Linked DNA regions of Arabidopsis thaliana: region 1 is linked to region 2. The links are chromatin contacts, called in public capture Hi-C maps. All regions are on one chromosome and are shown on one strand. The core of a region is the stretch at or near the end of the contact, and the rest is flanking DNA. Distances in the headings are between cores, read along the strand shown. Region 1 holds the start of AT1G59780 (NB-ARC domain-containing disease resistance protein). Region 2 holds the start of ARL2 (ARG1-like 2).

Region 1 (5,269 bases), core at 918-3,417, 81 kb before region 2:
TCATAAGTGATTTCCTTTATCTCTTCAAGGCAGTTTCTTGCAAGTGCACGGGTTTGTTTCTTTGCATCTGCATCAGATAGAAAGGCCATTAACATCTTCAGATCATCTCTTAGCTCCGTAATTTGCTCTTCAACTCCCTGGAATCGCTCATATTCTTGGCTCAGGAGTTTCCAAAGCTTTTCAACACCGAACGATACAATTGAATCAACCATATATAAGTCCTGCATGAATAGTACGAAAGTAGAGGTGAAACCTTTTTATAATGAAGAGGAAACATTAATTAGCAAGAACCTACATCACATATATTATATATAAGTTCAAACTGCTAAAGATAAAAGTGATTTAATATATACTTGCATTTTTCATTATTAGCAGTCTATCACATGATTCTTTAAGAATAGGTTTGGCTTAGCTAAATTTTTTTTTGGGCAAAAACATACTTGACTCCATTAATCCACATACCAAATACAAAGTTCAAACAAACATCCAACACATGGTTCGAAGTCAATTACGTCCGAGTCTTATGGAGTCTAAGTAGTGGAGTTGTGGAATTGAGTCAGTTCGTGTAGTGGAGTTATGGAGTCTGTTCCTATTTTTTAGTCGTTTTGTTGTTCCTTTTGAGTCTTTGTAAGGCTATTTAAAGCCATCTTTTCACGTTAATGAAGTATCACTTTTAGCCAAACAATTCACAAACTAGCATTCTAACAAGTGAATGGTAGAGATAGAATATACGATAATTTGACGGAAGATCCAAACATCGGAGACAAGAACTTGAACGTAGTTTGCAACAAGCGAGAGAATGGCGAGTCGAAAATCATTCCACAAAAACTTGGGGAGATTGAAGATTAGTTACGGTCCAATAAAGACATAATAATGTTGAAAAGAGGTTCTTTAACTTGAATATCACCGGCTTAATATCCACATCATCTAAGAATCTGGGTAAAGTACATAAACGGTTCCTTCAAAAGGAGGTGAGAGTCCAAACCAAGGTTCTTTCTATTAAAGAGGATAATTGTAACATAGAGTTCTTAGAAAAGATAAAACGATTAACAACACTAAGGATGTCTTCCTCCAAGGTTCGTAACAAATTATTAGCTTTCCTAACCACCGATGTCCGCACAAAGTGAAATTGGAGTCCTTGACCAATATCAGCAATGTCAAGAGACATCAAAGGATTAGGAAATGCCAAAATATTTATAAAAAAAACAGACCTGGGCCAAGATGCTAATTGGGTTAGCCCTATTATTTCAGACATGGGCCGAGAAAGATATCTTAGTGGGCCAAGAATTGAGAAACCCATCTCAAAGAAAGAGTCCATCTGAGCAATTAGGGATTTGAGCAGATCCAGAAGTTGAGGGCTGCTTGGAGGGGGATGCAAGCCGTCGTGGGAGACCAATAGTTAGGGACCAAAGGTTTTGCAGGTTTGGAGCTTCCGCGATTGTGAGTGAGAGAACTCACTAGCTTTGTCAATGAAAACCCATTGGAGAGCCAATGAATCACCACCCAGAAGATAGACGGTCCAAGAGAGACTTCTCTTGCCACAACGAAGTCGAGTGTGAGATTTCTTCTGAAGGGATTTGAGCAGATCCAGAAGTTTAGAAAGGAAACTAAGTGATGGAAGAATATTCAACTTTTAAAGATGCATCGCAGTGGGGGAACGGTTTCAGCAAAAATAGAACGTGCAGAGAGCTGAGCGTAAGAGTAGTCACCGGCCACCACCGTCTTCCTCTGCCGTGAGATTGTTTTGCCTTTTAAAACCGGTGAGGGATATAGGTTTCACGAGGGTTTATAGAAGTAAATCGGAAAAAGGAAAAACGTGAACAAACAAAGGTGGCCAAGGAAGCAGAACAAACTTTTGAGGATTCAAGTTTCTTCAAACATGATCTAAGATTTTGCATTGTTTAAGAAAGAAAAAAAAAACTAATTGAACGAGTAGAGTCGAATTGATGGAAACAAATCAAGGACAGAGCAAAAGACCTTCTGCAATCAGAAAACAAATAAACTTTGACAGAAAAGTAAAAATCAATAACAAACAAACTGGCTCACCTGTCGAAACCACTTTTTTCTCGTTGTCCTTTGGAAGAAGAAAGATGATTGTTCTTTGTTCTTTAGTTATGAAGTCTCAGCTTATTCTTAGATATGGGAGTAAGTATGAAATCGGTAGCCAAGTTGACGATATTTAAATTAAAATAAGACCGGGAAAAAGTTAAGACTTTGTTGTGCATGTGCAGTGCACGTTAAAACTTGGGGTCAATAAATAAAAAACCAATATCTTTACTCCGGTACTTTTAACGTTTCTTTAATTATTTGATCCATAATCTCCGTTAAATCTTAATCTTGACAAATTACAAAAAATAAAAACAAAAAAGGCTGGACACGATTACTATTAGTTATCACTCGCTTCATAGTCGTTACTTGACTTTTACCCGGACGAAGAAAATAAGTATCCGTAACAAACAAAGTGGATACCAACTACCAAGTATTAAAATTTTAATACTAGCAAATACAAGTCAAGTAGTATATATGAAAAATAATATAACTACTTGATCCATTTTACCCATTACACATTTTTGTAGAACAATAATACAGCATTATGTTGTCCCACATTTGTTTTTAAAGAAGTTAGGGGGTGATTGGCTATATGCTTTCAAGACTTTAAAAGCAGTCTAAAGTTCTCACATTTTGTTTTTCCAATTAGGCTTTTTTACTAATTTCTCAAAAACTTTTTTTTTCTTTTTTTTTTTTTTCTTTTTTTAAACCTCATAAACGAGGCTTTTCAAACAAAAAAATATTAAAGTGATTTGTTTCTTTTTTCTATACTATAAAAAAATCTACACATTTGAATTCTGAAAGCTTTTTTGTTTTTAGAAAAGTTTCCGAAGCAGTTTATTTATTTATTTTCTAATCATTTGATAACTTAATTTTTTTGGTTAGAAAAAAACATGGATTAAAAACCCTTCACTTTTTTTCTAAAAACATGTAAAAGATCTTCAACTTTTTTATTGGTTTTAAACCATAGGGTAGATTAAAATATAGTTTTCAATCGTAAGATCCATAAAGATATTTTTTAATAGATTATATGATTCTTTAATCTCCGTCAAATCTTGACAAATATACCAATTGAGCTCCCCACATGGCTTTCTTTGCATTGAATTACAAAAACTTATGCTTTGTAGAAAGTAGAAACTAGATTTAGAAAAGAGCTAAAAGCTACAACTGTCACATTAATTCTGTTTTTATAAATCATCTGCTTTTCTTGTCTTCAGATATAATTTGAACATTCAATAGATTTAAGGATGTTCAGTTATCTGGTATTTACAAGATTTAACAATTTCCTAGTGATTGTTAACTATACTTCACCGCATCAGTTGCCAACATAGTCAAAAACTTCAATACTTTTTTTGGCCAAGTTCATGTCTCAATGGCATATCAACCCCCAAAGCAACCCATGGAAAGAGAGGTTTAAAATTCCAAATATGTTTGTTATCAATCTAAACATTTGAAGTGGGCCAAGTGACACTACTGACATGAAACTTAATTATTTAGAATTCTAACCTTATATTTTCTCTAGTTTTCTCTTCTATATATCTAGATATATCTATATATTTATATATTTATTGAGGTCTGAGATATATTCACAGCCTTCTCAACGTTGGCTATATATTTGACTTCCGTTTTTCTTCTAGGTCTTTTATTGCGCAGTTCAATACTCAAAGCTAATTACGGTGATATCGGAATCCATATCTTCAGGTACGTGACTCTTAGATTTAAGGGTTTTGATCGATTTAGGTTTACGTCATCTTAATTACTTTCAAAGACTGGTTTCATTCTCGCGTAATCTCAATGGACGCGTAACATCATGTCACTGCTCTAATTTGTTTTGGTTCGTGGTTGGCGATAACTATAAGATCAATTAGTTTAATTTGGAATATAAACAATTTGGATGCAAAAGTCTCAATAATAATTACCTCTCTCAAGCCCTAAATTTTGTTGTAACTATCTTAAATTCTTCCAGAAATTTGACTCAACAGATCTTGAAATGGATTCGAGAAGAATGTCCCGACCCAGACAGATTAAATTTGAGGAAGGATGGTCCAACATTCAGAAAGGTATTACCAAGCTGATAAGGATTCTAGAAGGAGAGCCTGAACCAACATTTTATTTTAGTGAATGTTTTAAACTTTACACGTAAGTAATGTTTGTGGTCTTATGTAACGTTTGCTAACAGTTTTGTACCTACCACAGTAATTTCTTATGTGATTCACAGGATTATCTACGATATGTGTGTCCAGAGATCCGATTATTCACAGCAGCTTTATGAAAAGTATCGTAAAGTAATTGAAGATTATACTATCCAAACGGTTAGTACCAAAACTTTTCATTTGGGTTAGTTTCTTAGATATCGTGCACAAAAATATCAATGTGTGAAGAAAACATGTTTGTTTTTCTTAACTTTAACGCAAAAGATGTAATATAGTCTCTTTTTTATGTGCGGTTAAGGTGTTGCCGTCTTTAAGGGAGAAGCATGATGAAGATATGCTAAGAGAGCTTGTTAAGAGGTGGAATAACCATAAAATTATGGTCAAATGGTTAAGCAAGTTCTTCGTTTATATTGACCGTCACTTGGTTCGTCGGAGTAAGATTCCAATTCCATCACTAGATGAAGTTGGATTGACATGCTTTCTTGACCTGGTTGGTGATGAGTATTCCTATAGCTCTTTATTTTTCAATGCTGCAAATGTATTTGTAACTATCCATGCAAATTATTTGCTTCAGGTTTATTGTGAGATGCAGTCCACGGCCAAAGAAGTTGTAATAGCACTTGTAAGTATTTGGTATATGTAATGAAAAAAACTATGGTCCAGCATTATTCTTTTTTTTTTTTTTTTATGTCTAACAATGTAAGTATTGCCAGATTCATAAAGAACGTGAGGGCGAACAGATAGATAGGGCACTAGTGAAGAACGTATTAGATATCTATGTGGAGAATGGGATGGGAACCTTGGAAAAATATGAAGAGGATTTTGAAAGCTTCATGCTTCAAGATACTGCTTCTTACTATTCTCGCAAGGCGTCAAGGTGGACCGAGGAGGATTCTTGTCCTGATTACATGATAAAGGCATGTCCACCACTACTATGCTATTATTCGATTTCAGAAAAAGTTTATGTATATGTATTAACGTCAGTAATTTATATTGCAGGTTGAGGAGTGTCTAAAGATGGAGAGGGAGAGAGTCACTCACTATCTCCATTCAATTACCGAACCCAA
Region 2 (5,176 bases), core at 2,178-4,677:
ACTGCGTATAATGAGATTTGAGGACCGTGTTCAAAACTTTCCTTTTAACAATCGTTGCATATAAAAAATACATAACATGTGATCTACAGTGCATATCTTGCTTTTGGGCTCTTGAGTTGATAGCGTATTACATTGAGGATGTGAGTTAATGAAGCCCTAAACATATAGTGTTGTTTGACCTTTTTAGTGTTGCTTTATATAATAGGTCATCGTTTGCTAAGTTTATATCCATGCATATGTACCTTCTTGAGGTAGGATTTTTATGCCCCTCAAAATATGGAAATTGTACAATACATATACTCCAAAAAAATCACTCGTGGGTATTCTTTGGATTGGGATATTCTTGGTTTTCACTTTTCATATATCATCTGAAAAAGTTTAGTTTGGACAAAATGGCTGTACCGGGAAAAAACAAAATAGACCGTTAGGTGCCTTGTCTCTCAAATCAATATCAATAATATGCTCTAATATATTGTACCTTGTAACATGTAAATGGGTCCATAAAAATCAGATAATAAGTGGGGGTTTTCATTTATTTTTTAAATGCGTAGTTAGATATGTTCTAATTGATTTTTCTTATCATTGTGATATATAAGTAAGAGATCATTATTTCTAATGGATATATGATATCTTGGATTGGGTATTGTGACTAAACTTCGTCTTCTATAACTTTTTGACTTCAATCAATAATCAATTTGTAGCTGATGGAAACTTCTCATTCTACCAAAACAAAAGCCCTACTATTTGGTGGGTTGCAAGTGATCACTAAGCCATCTTCCTAAAATATTTTTGTATGTTTAAATAGTTGAGTTACCAGTAATTAGAAAACTTTGCAAAAACCAAAAAAGAAAAAGAGTGATTAGCCAAATGCACTTTCAAATAGAAAATCAACAAAATACGCAAATATAGAGGTTTACCATATATGTAAAAAAACATCTGAAAAAAGTTCGTCACAATAAAGAGAAAATTTTGGACAATAGAGATATTGACGGAGTACATGTATGTGATATTGTTGCAAAAGGATAGCCTCAAACTCATATTCATAGGAAAAGACCACAAACTTTATTTGTTATGAATCCATTTAGTTACAACGTCATGTTAAGTAGATTCTTAAAAAACTATAGAAGTAATTATTATCCTAAATAGTATCAACATAAGACAACATATTCGATTGAGATAATAGTTGGGGCAGTCCGTAGTCGTCAGAGAAAGATTAACATCACATACTTTTTTGGCTTATCGTTCACTTTTCATTTTAAGTGGTAGTTGGGTTTTACACTTTATATATTGAACCTAGATAACAACTGTTGTGAATTCTCTGTTTTTGATTCGACCCTCTTTTGAACCATGGTTATATAATTGTTCTCGACAGACCTCAAGATTTTTTTGTTTTAAACTGATTACAAAAATCTTATATACACATGCACATAGTAAAGTCTAAACCAAAGCAATATAATAGATATAAATGTTCAGTCAGAGTTTCTATTATCAATCTTGCAAAGAAATGAAAATATCTTTCGATAGATGAAGATTAAGATTCAGACAATAACATGCAACCTTTTTCTTTCCCCCCAAAAACACATCGATCACCCACCATCAATCCATCATGGATCGATCATCCATTTAGGGACCTATTTACGTTTGATTTTTTTTTTCCTATAACTTTCTTTAATAAGGACAACAAGGCCAAGATCTTCATCGTGTGTTTCGTGTGTCTCAAAATCCCTCTAAACTTTTTATTGTAGTTTGGTGAGACTTGTTTGGTGGTGCTGATGATGATGAGAGAGAGAGAGAGAGAGAGCGCGCGAGGAAATCATGGCTGGTAAACAGAAGAAGAGACATGATGATTACTGATTGAAATATTATATATGTACACCATTGAAATAAGTTATAAAAGTGTCGTAAATCGTCAAAAGAATCAGTAGTATATATCTACTCTATATGATCTATATACACCATTCATATATAAAAGAATCACAAGTATGTTATTGAGGATGTGTGTCAATGAAGCCCTACGAGAAAGGTCTGTGCACTACCAAAAAAGAGACACATAGTTTGTTTGAGTTTTTTTATTGGGTTCATTTGTTAAATTTATATCCATAAATACCTCCTTGAGGTATAGCCGTACAGGGTTTTTTTGCAGTTCAAGATATGGCATTTGTATGAAACTTATATACCCGCCAAAAAAAACATACCTAGGTCACCCGTGGGTATTTTTTGATTGGGACAAACTGGCTGTAGGGAAAGAAAAAACAGACAACGTTAGGTGCCTTGTCTCTCAAATCACTTATCAGGACTCAGGAGCAATAATTTGTTCGAACCAATTGTACGTTGTAACATCTAAATGGGTCCATAACAATCAGATAATAAAATTTTATCATCTTTCTTAATTTATTTATTTCCAAATAACTTTCTTTATCATGTTTCTTAATTACGTTGATGCATGTTTAGATAGCCGAAACAAATCACTATTACTTTGATTCTTATTATTTATTTATCAATTTCTGGATTCATGACATTTGAAAAACTAAATGATGTATTACTGTGCATTTGCAATTCAATCGATCTTAAAGTCTTAAAATCAACTAGACGATAAAACGGTCTATTTCCCTATAGAACTAGATATATATACTATGCATTGTGATATAGAATTAAGAGATTACTGTTTCTTTGGATGTATGATCTTTTATCAGAATAAACTTCTTATTTTGTCTTCAGAAATAATCTTGACTTCGATCAATCATTATTTCGTAAGCGATAAAAACTTCTGATTATCTACCAAAAAATGATTTCAATATATTGTGACATTGTTGCAATACGATAACCACAAACTCATATTCATAGGGAAATGTTTTAACAAACTTTGTTACAAATTCATCTACTTACAACGTGATGCTCAATCATTGATATACATTATAAAAAGAATTATTATCTTAAAATAGTATCAACATAAGACAACATGCTCGATCGAGATAATACATGTGCCAGCGCAGTCCATAGTCGTCAGAAAAAGATCAACATCAAATACTTTTTAGGCTTATCGCGCACTTTTCACTTTAAGAGGTTATTGTGATTACACTTTACGTATTGAACCTAAATATCAATTTCACAGTTGGAAGTTTACAAAAATAATGCCAGTGTCGATCCTAGGATGATGCGAAACCAAAAGATGATGTTACATATATATACACATGCACATTTAGTATTCTGGTTATCAAGATAAGGATGAAAAGACTAATTAAACCAAAGCAGTGTCTATGACATTGCAAGCATTCTCCAACCCATAAGACAAAATTGATTCTACAAACTTTCATATCATCAGAATCTATGAAATGAATCAACAACTATCACATCTCAGCAGCAAAGTTAAAGGACTTTCCACATGATCTATATTTATAAGGGTATCGTTAAGATCTTCTCACATGTGTGGCACGTGACATATTTAATATTCTTGATGGGCTTTTCTGTTTTTTATGGGCCTTTTCGAATTTCAGGGTTTTAAATAAGTTAGAAATTAGATAAATAAAAAACAAATTAGCAAAAAATAACGAAGTGTCTCGTCTCTTCTCTCTTGTCTTCTCCAGATCAGTGTTTGTGGGGTTTTCCCAATGGAGCTTCTTCTCTCATTGTCTCTCCTCCTGGGGTTTTGGTGTAACAACAATCCTCAATTCACGAGGCATGAATCATTATTCTCCCCATTTGCTTATTCTCTGGCTAGAATCCCCAGATTTTACTGTATCGACTTTGGGAATTTAACTGGAGAACCATTTCCACTCAAACTGGGAAACAAAAACCTGTTATTGAACAATGGCCACTCATTCATCGAGATCGGAGAATAAAGACGCCGGAGAAGAAGATGAGCTCCGACGAAGGAACCCTTATGAAGTCCTTGGCATCCCCAGCAATTCGACTGATCAAGAGATCAAAAGTGCTTATCGGAGAATGGCTCTCAGGTTTTTCAAAAAGATTGAAACTTTGCGTTGATTAAGATGCAATTTAGGTTTAGAATTGATTTAAGAGGTTTAGAATTTGTGCGAGTGTTGTATCTGTGTTAAAGTTGATTACTTGGTGGTTACATGTACTGAAGTTTGGTTCTTCAGGTACCATCCTGATAAGAATCCAGACGACCCGGTTGCAGCAGAGATGTTTAAGGAAGTTACATTTGCTTATGAGGTCTTGTCTGATCCTGAGAATCGGCGTCTATATGATACTACTGGCTCTGAGGTGAGAATTTCAGACAATTCCTGAGTTTTAACATCGCTGGTTGGTTTGCAAAGTTAGCATTGAAGAGAATATTATATAATGGGAAAGTTTGGAATTGAATAGTTTAGCATTAGAGTAGCGGCCATGCTAAATTACCTAAGGCTATAGTTTCTAGTTCTTCTTTAGATGACCCTTTGTTCATAATCATTTGCGATTTGATATCTAAGTTTTATTGATTCACATGGGATGTAGGCTGTGGGTCCGGAAAATGAAGACCTAGAGCTCGATCTGTCAAGCTTAGGAGCTGTTAATACTATATTTGCTGCATTGTTCAAGTGAGTTTCGTAGACTTGCTCTATTCTCTGTTTTTTCATTCTTCTTGGTTCTGAAAGAGAATGTTATCAATTGTTTTACTTTTGTTTGTGAGATAACTTCGAAACTTGACTATTTTTGTCCTCCACAGTAAGCTTGGTGTGCAAATTAAGACAACTGTTTCTGCAAATTTATTGGGGGAGGCGTTGAATGGTACGGTTACTACTTTGCCTCTCATGGTTGGGCAAGTCGTGTCCAGGAAGGTATGATAATGAGAGTCTTAATGTGGATTTGTCATCTGTAACATATTTTCTTCTTTGCATTAATGTGGATTTGTCATCTGTAACATATTTTCTTCTCTAACAGGTTGAAAAGCAATCGGCTCACTTTTATTCGGTTACGTTAACAGAGGAAGAAGCTCAGGATGGATTGATATGTAAGGTGCATTCATCTGCTAAAAACAAATTCAAGGTTCATTTTCCCAAACTCTTACCTTGCGTGCTCAAGAATCTCGTAGCTGTTTTTCCTGTTCTGTATTTTACCTCTGATTCCTTTTGCTTTCCAGTTGCTTTACTTTGACCAAGTAGAGAATGGAGGACTGAGCTTGGCCCTACAGGTATGAAGTTTTATACTATTAGTTTGTTGAGTAACTAACTTCTTG

The links. Capture Hi-C pulls out chosen DNA fragments and counts their contacts.
Region 1: a capture Hi-C map of seedling shows a contact between it and region 2, with 1.6 times the contacts expected there. A contact is called at or near these places in 5 of 26 Hi-C or Micro-C datasets (root, rosette leaf, seedling and 1 more) and 1 of 3 other capture datasets (seedling).

Annotation. Positions count from the first base shown.
Region 1 is chr1:21,997,465-22,002,733 of TAIR10.1, forward strand. AT1G59780 (NB-ARC domain-containing disease resistance protein) reads right to left here and starts at 2,168. Exons shown (of 5, transcript NM_001333867.1): 1 at 2,047-2,168; 2 at 1-221. The coding sequence starts at 212. It overlaps AT1G59790 (Cullin family protein), which reads left to right and starts at 4,040. Exons shown (of 10, transcript NM_001333868.1): 1 at 4,040-4,188; 2 at 4,268-4,361; 3 at 4,501-4,692; 4 at 4,777-4,824; 5 at 4,916-5,119; 6 at 5,202-5,269. The coding sequence starts at 4,040.
Region 2 is chr1:22,077,262-22,082,437 of TAIR10.1, forward strand. It overlaps ARL2 (ARG1-like 2), which reads left to right and starts at 3,428. Exons shown (of 9, transcript NM_001333872.1): 1 at 3,428-3,953; 2 at 4,101-4,224; 3 at 4,456-4,538; 4 at 4,667-4,778; 5 at 4,882-4,986; 6 at 5,081-5,131. The coding sequence starts at 3,808.